4 separate regions of the Mus musculus genome follow, and all the other regions are linked to region 1. Evidence: chromatin contacts called from public Hi-C and promoter capture Hi-C data. All regions are on one chromosome and are shown on one strand. Each heading gives the region's core, a stretch centred on a gene start, on an enhancer-like site or on the middle of the called end of the contact. The rest is flanking DNA. Distances are from core to core; before and after follow the strand shown. Region 1 holds the start of Nsf (N-ethylmaleimide sensitive fusion protein). Region 2 holds the start of Mettl2 (methyltransferase like 2). Region 3 holds the start of Eftud2 (elongation factor Tu GTP binding domain containing 2). Region 4 holds the start of Tanc2 (tetratricopeptide repeat, ankyrin repeat and coiled-coil containing 2).

Region 1 (3,287 bases), core at 48-2,547:
GATCCTGTACAGAATTCTTGGAAAGAGAGGTAACTCTTGAGCAAATATAATTTTTGCTTAGTTCTGAGTCCTTTCTTAGAGACACTCATTACAGTGAAGATATTGATAGTGTGAATGGTTCTGACTTACTGACTTACCAGTTACTAAAAACTGGTCCCTATCTTGACCACCCTAGCATAGGAAATACCCCTGTAGCTCCCTTTTATCCCTGTCGGTGTGTACACCCTTTTGTTTGCTGTTCCCTGGGCCTGCTGAGTGCTTCTCAGGACTGATTAGGCTGCACCCCCTACCCCTAGTATCTCCCTTTTAGAGTATTTCAAGGTCTTCAGGTTTGCTCCCAGGAAGAGGTACCCATTCCATCCCAGAGACTTTCCTCTAAGAGGGTTCCTCCAACTTTACTTTTCCTTTTAGGGAGTAATCTTATTGAATATCTCATGTATTCTCATAGATATCATGTCTTATTTTTACATGTTGCATACATTTTAAATGACATTATATATTTGTAAGGGGACCCAAGAGTACTTTAGAGAAAAGTGCTGAAGAGGACATAAGGGAACGGATATGAGGAGGCTATGTCAAACATTCCTCCTTAACCCTGAAGTCCTGCTACATGCTAAAAGTCTCACTTTCAGCCTTGGCAGGACAGGGTACACCTGTCTTGTTTCCTGTGTGAGACTTTTACTGCTGTGCTGCTTATAGAACTATCTTCTGGTATTTTGTCTTATCCAAATCATTTTAGTTTTTCTGTGGCATTGTTTTTTTTTTTTTCCTGAGGACTCAAAATAGAGTTTTGAACATGCAGAGGTGGATGGCGGAATACCAATGCACGTTAAAACAAACGAACAAACAAACACCTTAAAAAAGATAGAAGTTGTGCTTATAAATGAAAATATCGAACTATAAAGCTAGCGCATATATAATTATGATTCACTCTCAAAACAAGTGTGCCTGCAAAGAAAAGCTCGGATTCGAATAGAATCCGAATTCAGAACCAGCTTTTAGCTATTGCGCGCCCCCTCCACAGTCCCCTTTGGGGGAAAGGCCAGCAACCACGCGGGGTTTTCTCGGCGCATTCTGTTTTAAGAGGTCTGGAAGCAGAAAGCTAAAAGTCCATTAAAAGGCCACGTGGCCAGCTTTGTGAAAACCGGGTAGCAGTGAGGCGGCCAGCTTGTCTTCAGCCAAAATGGCGGTGCTCGGACTGCGCGCTCGCACGGGATGGGGAAGGGCGTCGGGGACGCGGCCGGGCGCGGGCGCGGCCTCCCGGCGGCTGCGCGCCTGCGCGAGGGCCGGCTGCCGGCGAGCACGCGCGCGGCGGAGGCGGGCTCAGCAGAGTGCGGAGCTGCAACCTGGGAGCCGGACGTGTCCGCGAAGATGGCGGGCCGGGTGAGTGGCGGCCGGGCAGCCCGGGCTCGCAGCGGATCGCCCGAGGTCGCGACTGCTGCGAGGTCCACGAGGGCTCCGGGGAAGGGGCGCGAGGCTGAGCACCCAGGAACGCTGAAGGAAGGGAGGTCAGAGCAACGCTGGAGGCGAGACAGTGTAGCTGCGGCAGGGGATTAGCTCTGCTCAGAAACTCTGTCCTCCCCGAGGGTTGTCTCTTCGTCCCCCGGGTCTCCAGTGCTTCCCTTGTCATCCCCTGGGGCTCGTTTCTCTCGTCCTTCAAGCATCTTGAGGGTAGTGGCCACTGGAGCCCCCCTCTGACGAGCGCTGTGTGCCCTCCACACTCCTCCGAGGGTTTCTGAGGTGGCACTGCCGGATAACCGCGGGGTGTAGTCTGCTGCAGTCAGGGCGAGGGTGTGGGAACCCATTTCTAGTTCTTCCTAAATGAATGTTATGAAAAGAGGAGGGGAGGTCTGCAAATTACTTTTACGGCTAACCTTAGACCATCTCCTGGGGAGAAACATATCAGCTGTGAAGCAGCAATGTCTTTCGTGCAGATGGACTTGGGGTGTCACGTTTTGTTTTTCTAAATGACAGTCGATTCGAATGCAGCAGGCTGTGTTGTAGTCTCAGGGATTTACATTTTACTTCCCCATTAAGCTCGTAGGACGGCGGGGTAGGATTGGGGTTGGCGAGGAGAGATGGGGCCAGGTCACTGCTGTTATTGCAGTAGGCATCAGAGCTAATATCGCTGATGGATGGATCCTGCCCAGAGATTGCCCTGTTCGAAACCTGGGGACATTAACTGCGTCATTACAGACTAACGTTGTGCTTGACTGATTCACTTACACCTGAATATTTGAATAAGTTTGCATACATGTATGCATATATGTAAATGTCCTGTCTAAAGAGAATTGTAGGTCATGAGATTCTAAAGTCCCAAAGAGACGGTAGAGGTCATCAGACTAGCTCCATCTTTTTCTCTTCCTTTTTTCATAATCCCCCTTTTATCTCAAGCTGACCCTTTTAACTATTTCAGGGTCTGTTTTTGCCTCCTCAGGAGCCCCTCTCCTGAATCATCAGCCCTTCTGGAATGCACTGGTCTCTTAAACCCTCCCTCTGCCCCCACAGACTTTTCCTCTAACCATTTTTTTTCCCCCAGTGGCAAAGTCTGGTGATTTTCTGTGTGTGTTGACTCTCATTTGCCTACCACCTGCTACCTCCTGGGCCCACCACAGTCGGACTGAAATGCATCCCTAAAATTCATGCCCATTTCCCAATCCTTGTTACACGTGATGTCTCAGAGCGTCTGACAGTGTTGCCCGTCTCCTCCTTAATGGAAGACATTCTTCCATGGCTTCAGTAATGCTGGGCTAATGTTTTGACTCATCTCTCTTTCGGAGTCACCTTCCTCCTCCCTGTCATTCAATTCCCACACTCTGTTTTATCTCCTCTCCTCAGCTAATCCCTTCTGAGCCAAAGCTACAACTGTCTGTATGCCTGAGGTGCTCAAGCTTTCATCCATCCTCTACAGAACTGCCCTCTAAATTCCAAATTGATGTGTGGAAGTGTCTGTTTGTAATCAAGAACAAGGATGGGTGATCACCTTTGATCCTCACAGAGGCAGGAGGACCTCTGACAATTTGAGCCCAGCCTGGTCCATATAGTGAGTTCCAAGACAGCCAGGAGTACATAGACACCGTCTCAAATAAATTAAATACATGAGTAAATAAATAAAATAACTAATTCAAGACTATTTGAACTCTAGTTTAAACCCAAAGCTGTGATCTAAGCCCACTTCCCTGGTACTTTTTCTGTTTTTCTCTCATTGAATGATACCATCACCAGTGGAAACCTGGCGGGTATGGGATGACTGTGTGTGTGTATGGGTGGTAGGGGCACATGCATAC
Region 2 (3,031 bases), core at 1-2,500, 1.2 Mb before region 1:
TACATATACTTATTTTTGAGACAAGCTCTCATGCAGCCCAGGCAGGAGTGGAACTCTACGTAGCAAGGATGCTCTTGACCCCACTCAACCTCTTGTCTCTGCCTCCCAAGAGATTACACCCCTACATCTTAGGAGGTACGTGCCTGGCCAGTGACCTCGGTACTATAGAGAAACTATCAGTGCTTATTATCATAACCGATGAGCCATCTCTCCAACCCCCTGATGCCTATTACCTTAAAGTTCCAGGTTTACTTTCAAACGCCTCCTAGAAACAGGGACAACCAGTTCTAGTATTTTATAAAGGAATTATTCTTGTCTTCGGAAATGACCTCTTTCGCTTTGAGCAGACTCGTCTCTCCACTCTGCTGCACGCATCTTTCTTTGGTAGAAGTCCCACATCTCCAAACCCAACACCTCAAGAAAAGATGTTATGATCTAATCCTCTCCTCCCACAGTACGTTAGGATCCGACCACATCAATCTAGCTCTGATGGAAACGTCCCAGCAGAAGGTAAACTGTAGAAGCTACCCTAAGATGACTGAACGACTTTACGGTTGCCACAGGCCAGCCACATCAACGCGACACTCGTAGAACTAGAGAGTTCAACAACAACAACAACAAAGTCCAACCCCAATGGCTTCAAGACTTTGTTAGAAGACAGCCCCTTTGCCTCCTAACCCGTCCCCTCCCCGACCCGTTCTGGGCCGGAGTTCTCCATCAGGTCAGTGATAAAACGATCCCGGTGCCCCCATTTTTCTTGCCGTCTGGAGGAGGCGCGTCCCACACTGCGGGCACAACGGAGCGCACCTTGCTTCTCCGGGCACACCAGCGGGGAGCTGTTCTCCTGCACTTTCCTCTCCGCCGCCGCGGCCTGCTCCTCGGACCACTTCACGTTGTCCCTGTGAAAACCAAACGGGCAGCTTCAGGCCCACCGGTCCCGGACCCGGGAACGTCGGTCCTCGGGAGGCGAACGCTTCAGCTACCGCCGCGGGAGGAGGGCCAGCGGGCAGGGCTTTTCTCCAAGTGCTCCGGGCTGGCGAAGAGCCGGGCGAGATGCAGGGCAGTTACCAGGCATTGTGATGGAAGACGCGCGCCGGGTCGCTCAGGAACCGGTGCCCGAACTGCGGTCTCTTCCCGTCCTCGGTCTCCGGCACGCCTTCAGGGAAGGAGGCCGCCATGACACCGGAGACGGAAACGCCTTCTCTTCCCGAAGGCGAGGACTTCCTGTGGGCCACGCCCCTTCCGGAAGTAGCGTCACTGGGAGGGAAGATGGAGGGCGGGGCGGGGCGGGGCGGGGCGGGGCGGGGCGGGGCGGGGCGGGTTCCAAGTGATTGGGAAGCTCAGCGGAGGCGAGTCCGAAAGGAGTCATTTCTCCCTGGAGATGCACAAGGGCGTGCAGCACGGGGAGGAAGTAGGAGGCTATTCCCTCGAGTACGGTTCCGTGCAGGTCCCAAGATTCCCCCCAGGAAAAGCTTTGACTAGCCGACTGTGATGAGACGTGGTCACCAGACCACAGTCCGCGGGGAGGCAGCGCGTGGGTTTTGAGAGCATGAAGCTTCCGTGTTAAATGACATAACCGACCACACCTCCTTGAAAAGCCAGGCTTAATTGGCACAATAAAAATTGTAATTCGTTCATGCATAGAGCTTGTAATATGTATTCAATTTATTTAAATGTATACATTGTACACTTATATACTATACATATATGTATAAATATTTTAAAACTAATAGTAGGTCACTGGTATATAATTTATAATTGCACATTTTTAGCCTTATATTTTCTATTTAAATAAATTTCCCCTTTATGTGTACGCATGGTTGTGCACCACGTGCATGCAATGCTCATGGAGGCCAGAAGAGGGCACCAGATCTCCTCGAACTGGAGTTACAGATGCTTGTGAACCAACATATGGGTACCAGGGATCAAAATATGGGTCTCCTAGAAGAGTAGCCAGTGCCCTTAATTATAGGGCTCTCCAGGCTCTATAATTTCTTTAGGCTTGGTGGCAGGCAGCTTACTTGCTGTGCCATTTTACCAGCCAGAGTTATTGTTGTTGTTGTTATTATTGTTGTTGTTTTTGTTATTATTTTGATACATTTTGAAGGACTATGTAATTCTGGCTGGCCTCCAGCTCTCTATGCAGATTAAACTGGCCTCAAACTCAGAGATGTGCCTGTCTCTGCCTCTCAAGTACCGGGATTAAAGGCATTCACCATCACATCCAGCTATATGTATTTTTTTTTTTTAATATCATGCTCTTTAAAAGCTGTTAGTGTTCACATTCAACAATCCCATTATATAATTTTTGTGTGTGCAGAAAGCTCATTGTCCTTTTACTTGAAGTTCCAACATTATTTTTAATAAGTGAGCCATTTGAAATATATGGCTGCTTCTCTTTCTCTCTCCTCTCCTCCCTCCCTTCTTCCCCCCCCCCGTGTGTGTTTTAATTATTATTTTCTTTTTAAATATAGAATTCCTCTATATAGCTCTGACTATCTCATAACTCTCTTTGTAGACCAGGAAGGTTTCAACTTCAGAGATCTGCCTGCCTCTGGCTTCTGGGTACTGGGATCAAAGATGTGTGCTGCCTCCACACCTGGCTAGGTTTTTATTTTTGAGATTATGACATTACATCACTCCTCCTCAACCCTCCCATATTCCCCTCCTTACTCTTTCAAATGCATGGCTTCTGAAAATGGATGAGTGTGTCACTGTGTACCCTTATCTGGCTTCAAACTCTGGACCCTCCTGTCACGTCTAACTTTGCCAGTGCTGGAATTACAACATGCATTTCCAAATGTTTAACTATTCTAAACTTGAGCTTTTGTTTTTAGACCATTTTCTTTTTTGTGTCTATTTACATCAGTGTATTTCAGTGTATCTATTTACTTCAGTGTATTGTATCATTTACTGAAAATGGTGTGTGTGCTTGGTTTTCTTTTTTAAATTTATTTATTTCTATTTTATGTCCATTGGTAATTTAACTTCATGCATTTCTGTGTGAAGGTATCAGATCCCCTAGAACAGG
Region 3 (2,945 bases), core at 52-2,551, 1.1 Mb after region 1:
AGGGCTGGATCAGCGGTAGGATTTTGCCTTGTGAATGCAAATGCCTTGGGTTTGATCCCCAGCAAAACACAAAACCACAACACACACACACACCTATTAATTCAGGTGTTTCATCTGAGGAGGCAATTTGGAGTTCAGATTTCTGACTCTTCATTCTTTCACATAGGATTTCTCTATATCAGTTTATTACCATAAAGGAACAGAGCGGGGGAGGGGGGGAGAGGGGAGGACAGACACAGATACAGAGAGAGACAGAGAGGTTTCTTTTATTATCTACTCCAGCTCAAGGACAAAATTTCACACTTCACTAAATGTCTTTAATGAAGAAAAAAAAATCACCTCAACCAAAAGCAATGACAAAGCAGGAAGTTGAGAAGTGTCAGAAGGAGAAAACTCAGTAGCCTCCATCCCCAAATCCCTGAGCAGCACAGAGCGGCAGGCAAATGTGTGCTGTGTGGGCATTATCTCCAGTCCTACCACTGAAGTCCTGCCGCCTCCCGGTATGTGTCTGATGGGGCTGTTTTCATAGGAAGCTATGTGTTCCGGTCTGGCTTCTGACATTTACTTATGATACCTCTTTCCACCTCAGAATCCTGGTGAGCTGGAGCCATAGTTCACTCATGATCAGCCCTAGGGCAGGAAATGAGCTGGTCCGCAAGCAAATCCACAGCCATCCCAACCATGATGGGAAATGGAACGCCGAGAAGTGGGCTGTGTTACTCAGCCAACAATTGTACTCAAGAGTCTCATACCCTAAGCAATATTTTGGGGGGTGAGGAGATCTCGCTGTGCCTAGTTTGCTCTCTCCAAAACTTCTGAGCTCATCATGATCTAGGCTCAGCCTCTAAGCAATAGAGACGATAGACTCTCGCTACCCGACCCATTTCTCTGTCGAGTTCTAAGCCTTCTCCAATTATAGAATGACTAGAGCAATCCCCTTTACTGTCCCTAAACCCTCACCCAGTCTTGGACTCCCTGCTTTCTCTCGAGAAACCCCGGATCTGGTAGAACACCTTAGTGCATCGCCCTCGCAACAGAGATTGTTGCCTAGCAACGGCGCCACCAGTCTGCCCACGTGACCGGCCCGAAGGCCCTCCTTTCAGGCTGTCCTAAGGCGCCTGATCAGAATCCTCCGGCCTTGCTTTTTTTGTGGAGAAGTCCACGCTTCGTTTTGAGGACCAACAAGTTGGCCTTTCCCATTTCTGTCTCCGGGGCCAGAATTTCTCGAAGCTGTTCCTTAGGCAGAGCTGTCCTCCGAGGCGAGGCGGTCCGGCGACGCGCTCGGGGTCCTTCCTAGCGCCGGGCGCCGGCGTTGTCGCGGCGTGCGGCGGAAGCGCGGGCTCAGGCGGCGGACCGGGGCACTCGGCTGAGCATTCGGCGGGTGAGCTGGCCGGGAAGGGTCCTTTCGGGGCTTGGGGAACGAGCGAAACATGAGCTTGGGAAGAGGCGATTTATATAGTACTTATCCCTTTCGCTTAACGAACGCGTAAATTGAATTCTGGCGTGGGAAAGAGAATGAAAGACCCCAACGCACGCACACACCGTCGATTCCGGGGTTTCCGCGGTCCCCAACGTGGTTAAGATCCTGTCCCTTAGTAGAGGTGGCGCTGTAAAGACCCAGGCCCCTGCCACTCCCCCTTCCATCGGTGCCTGCTTCACCGCCAGACTGTCTCCATCTTCAAACTATTCTGCATCCGAGCTGACTGTGATGGCGAGTGCCTAATTTTTGCGCTCTGGAGATGCAGACAGAAATATTGGTGCAGGTTCAAGGCTAAGTAGCGGGTCTGGTTCAAAAAGCCAAAACCAGAAAAGATTCCAGCATTCCTTTGAGATTCTGCGTTGCAGTGGGAAGATGCAGTTTTGGTTATTTAGAGTAGCTTTACTTAAACTAAGCATATCACTAATTCACTCCCCTACCCAAAGCCACCCTCGAAAAACAAAACTAGCAAAACGTATTGAGGGCCTATTTTGTCCCAGGCACTGTTGTCGTTTTGCTCCTATTTTATTATTAACATTTATCAGTAGCGGGCACACACACATGTTCCCTAAGTACTACTCAGGCATAACCTTGACTTTACTTAGGCGAGGGGTGTAACTCGGTGGAGAAGTGTTTAGTAGAGTGTGAGGCCCAGGATTCGATCTTAAGCACCCAGCCACACACTAAGAGATTAGTGTAAGGGTGGCCTGGCAAGTATATGTGGAGTGACAAATAGGTGACATTAAAGGAAAAGGGTGAGTTAAATGAATTAAGAAGGTATACATAGCCAGAGGACAATGGGAATGACAATTATCCTGGGGGCAGAGATGAGTTTGGCTTGTTCAGTAAACAACCTTCTTTAAAAATTTGTGATGGTAATCTTGGGAGAAGACAATGAACATAATTGTGGTTGCCTCTTAGAAATAAAAACAGTAGGTATACTGTAAGAAATACCAGAATTTCAGAACAAAACATTCCACTCCCTTAGCTTTACTGAGTGTCTTTTTGTGCAAGGTGCTGTCAGGGGCATTGGTGCGTGAACACAAAGGAGCATGGGGATTCACGTGCTCAAGAAGGTCAAGTTTTGTTATGACCAACATTTGTTACTTGTTGCTTTTTGAGACAGGGTCTCTCAGGATGTATGTAGGATCATGGGTATAAGATCCTATGCTTGGATAATCACACTGTGTGTGTTTCTGTGTGTGTGTGTGTGTTTCTGTGTAGTAAGTGAGGATCAGATGTGCTGTGGCTTGCAGGTGGAGGTCAGAGGACAGCTTCAGGGTTTGGTCCTATCTCCTCCTTACTGCCAATACCAGGCTAGCTGGCTCTGAGCTTCAGAGAATCTCTGCCTCCCATTTCCTGTTGGCCGTCTAGGATCACAGACACTCACACTACCCTATGTAGCTTTTCAGTGGGTTTCCAGGACTGAACTCAGGTTATCAGGCTGCACAGCTAGGTACTTACTCAT
Region 4 (3,413 bases), core at 665-3,164, 1.6 Mb before region 1:
ATGAATCTGGAACCAGGGCGAAGCCAATCACTATGAATTTTCAGATTATCTGGCAAATTACTATAATAAGAACAACATTCACGCAGGTAATTCAATTTATAAGAATTCCAACATAACACACCAAGATATCATCAATAATTAAATACACCCTGGTGAACACATCAAATATTTCTGCTTTTGTTTCAGTTACACAGATACTCAATGTATACACACGTTATTTTTAATGGCTCATCTAGCTGTCTTTTGTTACTTTTGAAATTACAGTATGTTCTGACAATCCTCTCAAAACACAGATGTTCTTAGATGGAAGTCACAACGTTTTGTAGCATGTGGACACACACACACACTTAAGAGAGAAAGATGGGGTTGAAAGGAGGAGGAAGAGAGGTAAGGAACAGTTGTTTCATTTGTTTCTGGTTTTCCCTCACATCCCGAAGACAATTTACCTGGTAAATGCTACAAGGAACACTAACTACATTGACAGTATCCATGTTGCTGCATTTTATGCCAATTTACTGTATAGCGTTTTTATCTTATCTCACCATCCCATCTCAAGAGCTAAAACATACCAGAATATTCCACTATTGCCAGGCTCTGTAATTAGCCACTGCCATAGCTTTTGGCTCCAACCCTTCAAAATGCCTGAAAATTTATCCCTTTTGTTCACCATATTGTTCTGTTTTCCTTGTTCCACTTATTTTCACCTGTAAAAAAGCCAAGGCAGGGACACATGAAAAATCGTTCCCTTTGCCTAACGATCCTGAACACACAATTACAGTCAGGGTGCTTGGCTTGTTTGTCTTTTTTTGTTGTTTGTGTTTTTCTTTTTTTTCTTTTTTCCTTGAGAGGAGCAGAGGAGAGAGTGAAAGACATCCAATCTTTTCCTAATGCTAATGACCATTGTTTATGTTTTCTGGGAAACATTTTAAACATTCCACACCTGGAATAGAGAGACAGGCTACAATTGCATGGATGCTCTACATGTTGATGACAAAATCTGAAATCATTTTAGCCCCATTTTTTTCCTTTCCCATCTCACAATCAGACAATCTTTTTTTTTTTTTTTTTTTTTTGCTTTCACGTGGGTACTTTCCCCATGTCAAAAATCGCAGCTCCTCTCGATCTCCTACGACAGAATATGTAGCAAAAGCCCCATTAGTCTTTTATTATAGTACACCTCCTTCCCCAAAGGAATTATTCATGTTCCTAATAACACTTCTACCATGCATTTCTACGCCACAGAGGCCAGCCCATCCTGTGCCTTTACCTGGCACATTTCACAACTACTTTTATGCTGCATTCAGGGACACATTTTGCAACTCGTTCTGCACCACATTCCTTGCCACGTTTAGCAATCTGCCTCGCATCTCATCCCGGTCCCCGTCATCCAAAGACCCTCCAGGTACCAAATACCAAGACCAACCTCGGTGACAACCAAGTGGTAGACCCCGGAGCCCTCCGAAGCCGCCCTCGGTCCCACATTCATTCGGAGGCAGCCTGCCTTCCCCACGCCTTCGACACCGGAGGCACTTCACTGTCCGTTTCCCAGTCTCCCTGCTCGCCCCAGCCCCCGCAGCTGAGGCGTCGCAAGCGAACGCCCCTGTCACCTCACCCTCACCGACCCTTCTTCCCTGCTCGCCCAGCCCTTACCTGCCGTTCTAAGGGGCGCGGCGCACCTCGGGGTCAAGCCCGCGTGCCAGTGGTCTCCGGTGAGGACCGCGCCGCCCGCGGACGCCCCACGGAGGATCCGCACCTCAGTCGGGCTCGGCGGGGCCTCGCGGCCGGCGAGCGCTGGCAGCCCGCTGCGGTCCTCCTGTCAGCGGCGGCGCGGGGGGGACAGGCTCGCCCCTCAGCACCGCGGCGGCGGCGGGCGCCTCGCTCCGCCTCGCGCGCGGCACAGCCGGGAGGTGAGCGCGAGGGGGATGGGAACGGGGGCGGGGCCGCCCGAGGAGGCGCGCGGGGCGGCGGAGGGAGCGCGGCGCCTGCCGCCTGGGGCCCCGCGCTAGCGGCGCTCGCAGCTGGCCGCGCTGGGCGGGCGGGCGGCTGGCGCGAGGCGGCTGTGGCCAGCGGGCCCCGCCGGAGCAGCGCGCGCCCAGCAACCCGCGCCCGGCAGGCCGCTCTCTAGCGCCGCCGCCGCGCCGGGGGCGTCGCACCCTCGGAGGCCGCCCGCAGCCCCGCCCCCTCCGGGCCGGGTTGGGGAGGAGCGCGAGCGCGGAGGGAGAGCGCGTGCGTGGGGGCGCGTGCGTGGTGGAGCGCGCGCGCCCCCGCCCCCCGCCCCTCCACGGCCTGGGGGCGGGGAGGCGTTGCGAGAGCTGGTGGTGGTGAACCCCGGCTCCGCGCTGACAGAGGGGGCCCTGGCGCTGCAGGACGTGTAGGCATTTCTGGTTTCCTCAGGGGGCTTGGACTGGTGGGGTCGAAGGCATTTGGTAAGGAAGAGGAGAGGAAGCTCAATAGCTGACAAGGCCCTAAAGAGTTTGGCTCCGCCCCCCGAGATGATGTCACTCTCGAGGTGGCTGCTGCTGTCACGTGCGCCCACTTCTGGGGGCCTTTCCTCCTGCTTTGATAGCCCGAACGTTCCTCTAGACTGCCCCCGGCTCTGGTCACCACAGGCACACGTGTCACTCAAAGTCATCGACGCCAACAAGTGTCAGTTATTCCTCTCCTGCGTCTCAGTGGTAATGTGTAGACTGCTTTCAAGATGCCACCGTTGCCTTTCGAACAGGGATGGGAGGAAAAACAACAATGGCTTGGGGGCGGGGGGGGGGCGAGGGAAAATAGAGAGGAAGAAAGAAAACTGTCATCTGGAACAATTGATGACAGTTCTCTAACCTTAGCTTGCTAGACTTCAGTAAAGTTGACACGCTGCCTCTGTCATTACCAGCTTCAATAAGAACTATAGTGATTTCAAGGCACCCGGCTAAGCATAGAAAGTCATCACATTAAGACCCCATTGGAGGCTATTCAGTCATGTTTCTCCCCAAACTCTCTGCCTAGATGGTCTTCAGCTTGCTTCAAACCACGAAAACAGCCCTTCAACTTTGCAGGATTCTTGGAATAAAAATTTTTTCCCAAGTGCGTGCTACAAGATGATACAAAGCAATCATCGTTGCATATTTTGCTTGGGTGAACTTCCATCCCATTAACTGAGATGACTTTTTCGTCATCTGCTTCTTAATGAAATGCCATGATTGGAAATAGATTCACAAATTGCATCAATCAAGGGTGTTGTTTCAGTGCCGTTTAGAAGGTGGAGAAATTGATTGATTGGTTGCTTATTTTGATAACAGTCTATCTGAATCTACCCCAACCCCATAGCACTTATGTAATTTCTTTGATTTTTTTAAAAAAAATATTAATTTCAATGCAATATTTTTAAAAAATGGACATGAAGTCACGTCAGAAAGCAAGCCATT

The links. Promoter capture Hi-C pulls out the DNA fragments that hold promoters and counts their contacts. Hi-C and Micro-C count contacts between places; a contact is called where the count stands out from the background.
Region 2: a promoter capture Hi-C map of liver shows a contact between it and region 1, with 3 times the contacts expected there. The contact joins the promoter of Mettl2 here to the promoter of Nsf in region 1. A contact is called at or near these places in 9 of 39 promoter capture datasets (the 3T3-L1 cell line, 3T3-L1-derived adipocytes, the C10 cell line and 4 more), 2 of 484 Hi-C or Micro-C datasets (LSK cells and muscle stem cells) and 1 of 115 datasets of contacts at active chromatin or transcription factors (large pre-B cells).
Region 3: a contact with region 1 is called in a Hi-C map of B cells, with 7 read pairs. The contact joins the promoter of Eftud2 here to the promoter of Nsf in region 1. A contact is called at or near these places in 1 of 39 promoter capture datasets (liver) and 3 of 484 Hi-C or Micro-C datasets (B cells, natural killer cells and neutrophils).
Region 4: a promoter capture Hi-C map of liver shows a contact between it and region 1, with 4 times the contacts expected there. The contact joins the promoter of Tanc2 here to the promoter of Nsf in region 1. A contact is called at or near these places in 2 of 39 promoter capture datasets (liver and pre-B cells).

What each region holds. Positions count from the first base shown.
Region 1 is chr11:103,952,066-103,955,352 of GRCm38.p6, reverse strand. Nsf (N-ethylmaleimide sensitive fusion protein) reads left to right here and starts at 1,297. Exons shown (of 21, transcript NM_008740.4): 1 at 1,297-1,383. The coding sequence starts at 1,372.
Region 2 is chr11:105,124,644-105,127,674 of GRCm38.p6, reverse strand. Mettl2 (methyltransferase like 2) reads right to left here and starts at 1,250. Exons shown (of 9, transcript NM_172567.3): 1 at 1,069-1,250; 2 at 808-899. The coding sequence starts at 1,178.
Region 3 is chr11:102,879,331-102,882,275 of GRCm38.p6, reverse strand. Eftud2 (elongation factor Tu GTP binding domain containing 2) reads left to right here and starts at 1,301. Exons shown (of 28, transcript NM_011431.3): 1 at 1,301-1,381. It overlaps Ccdc103 (coiled-coil domain containing 103), which reads right to left and starts at 1,052. Exons shown (of 5, transcript NM_028492.3): 1 at 961-1,052.
Region 4 is chr11:105,588,487-105,591,899 of GRCm38.p6, reverse strand. It overlaps Tanc2 (tetratricopeptide repeat, ankyrin repeat and coiled-coil containing 2), which reads right to left and starts at 1,914. Exons shown (of 26, transcript NM_181071.3): 1 at 1,651-1,914.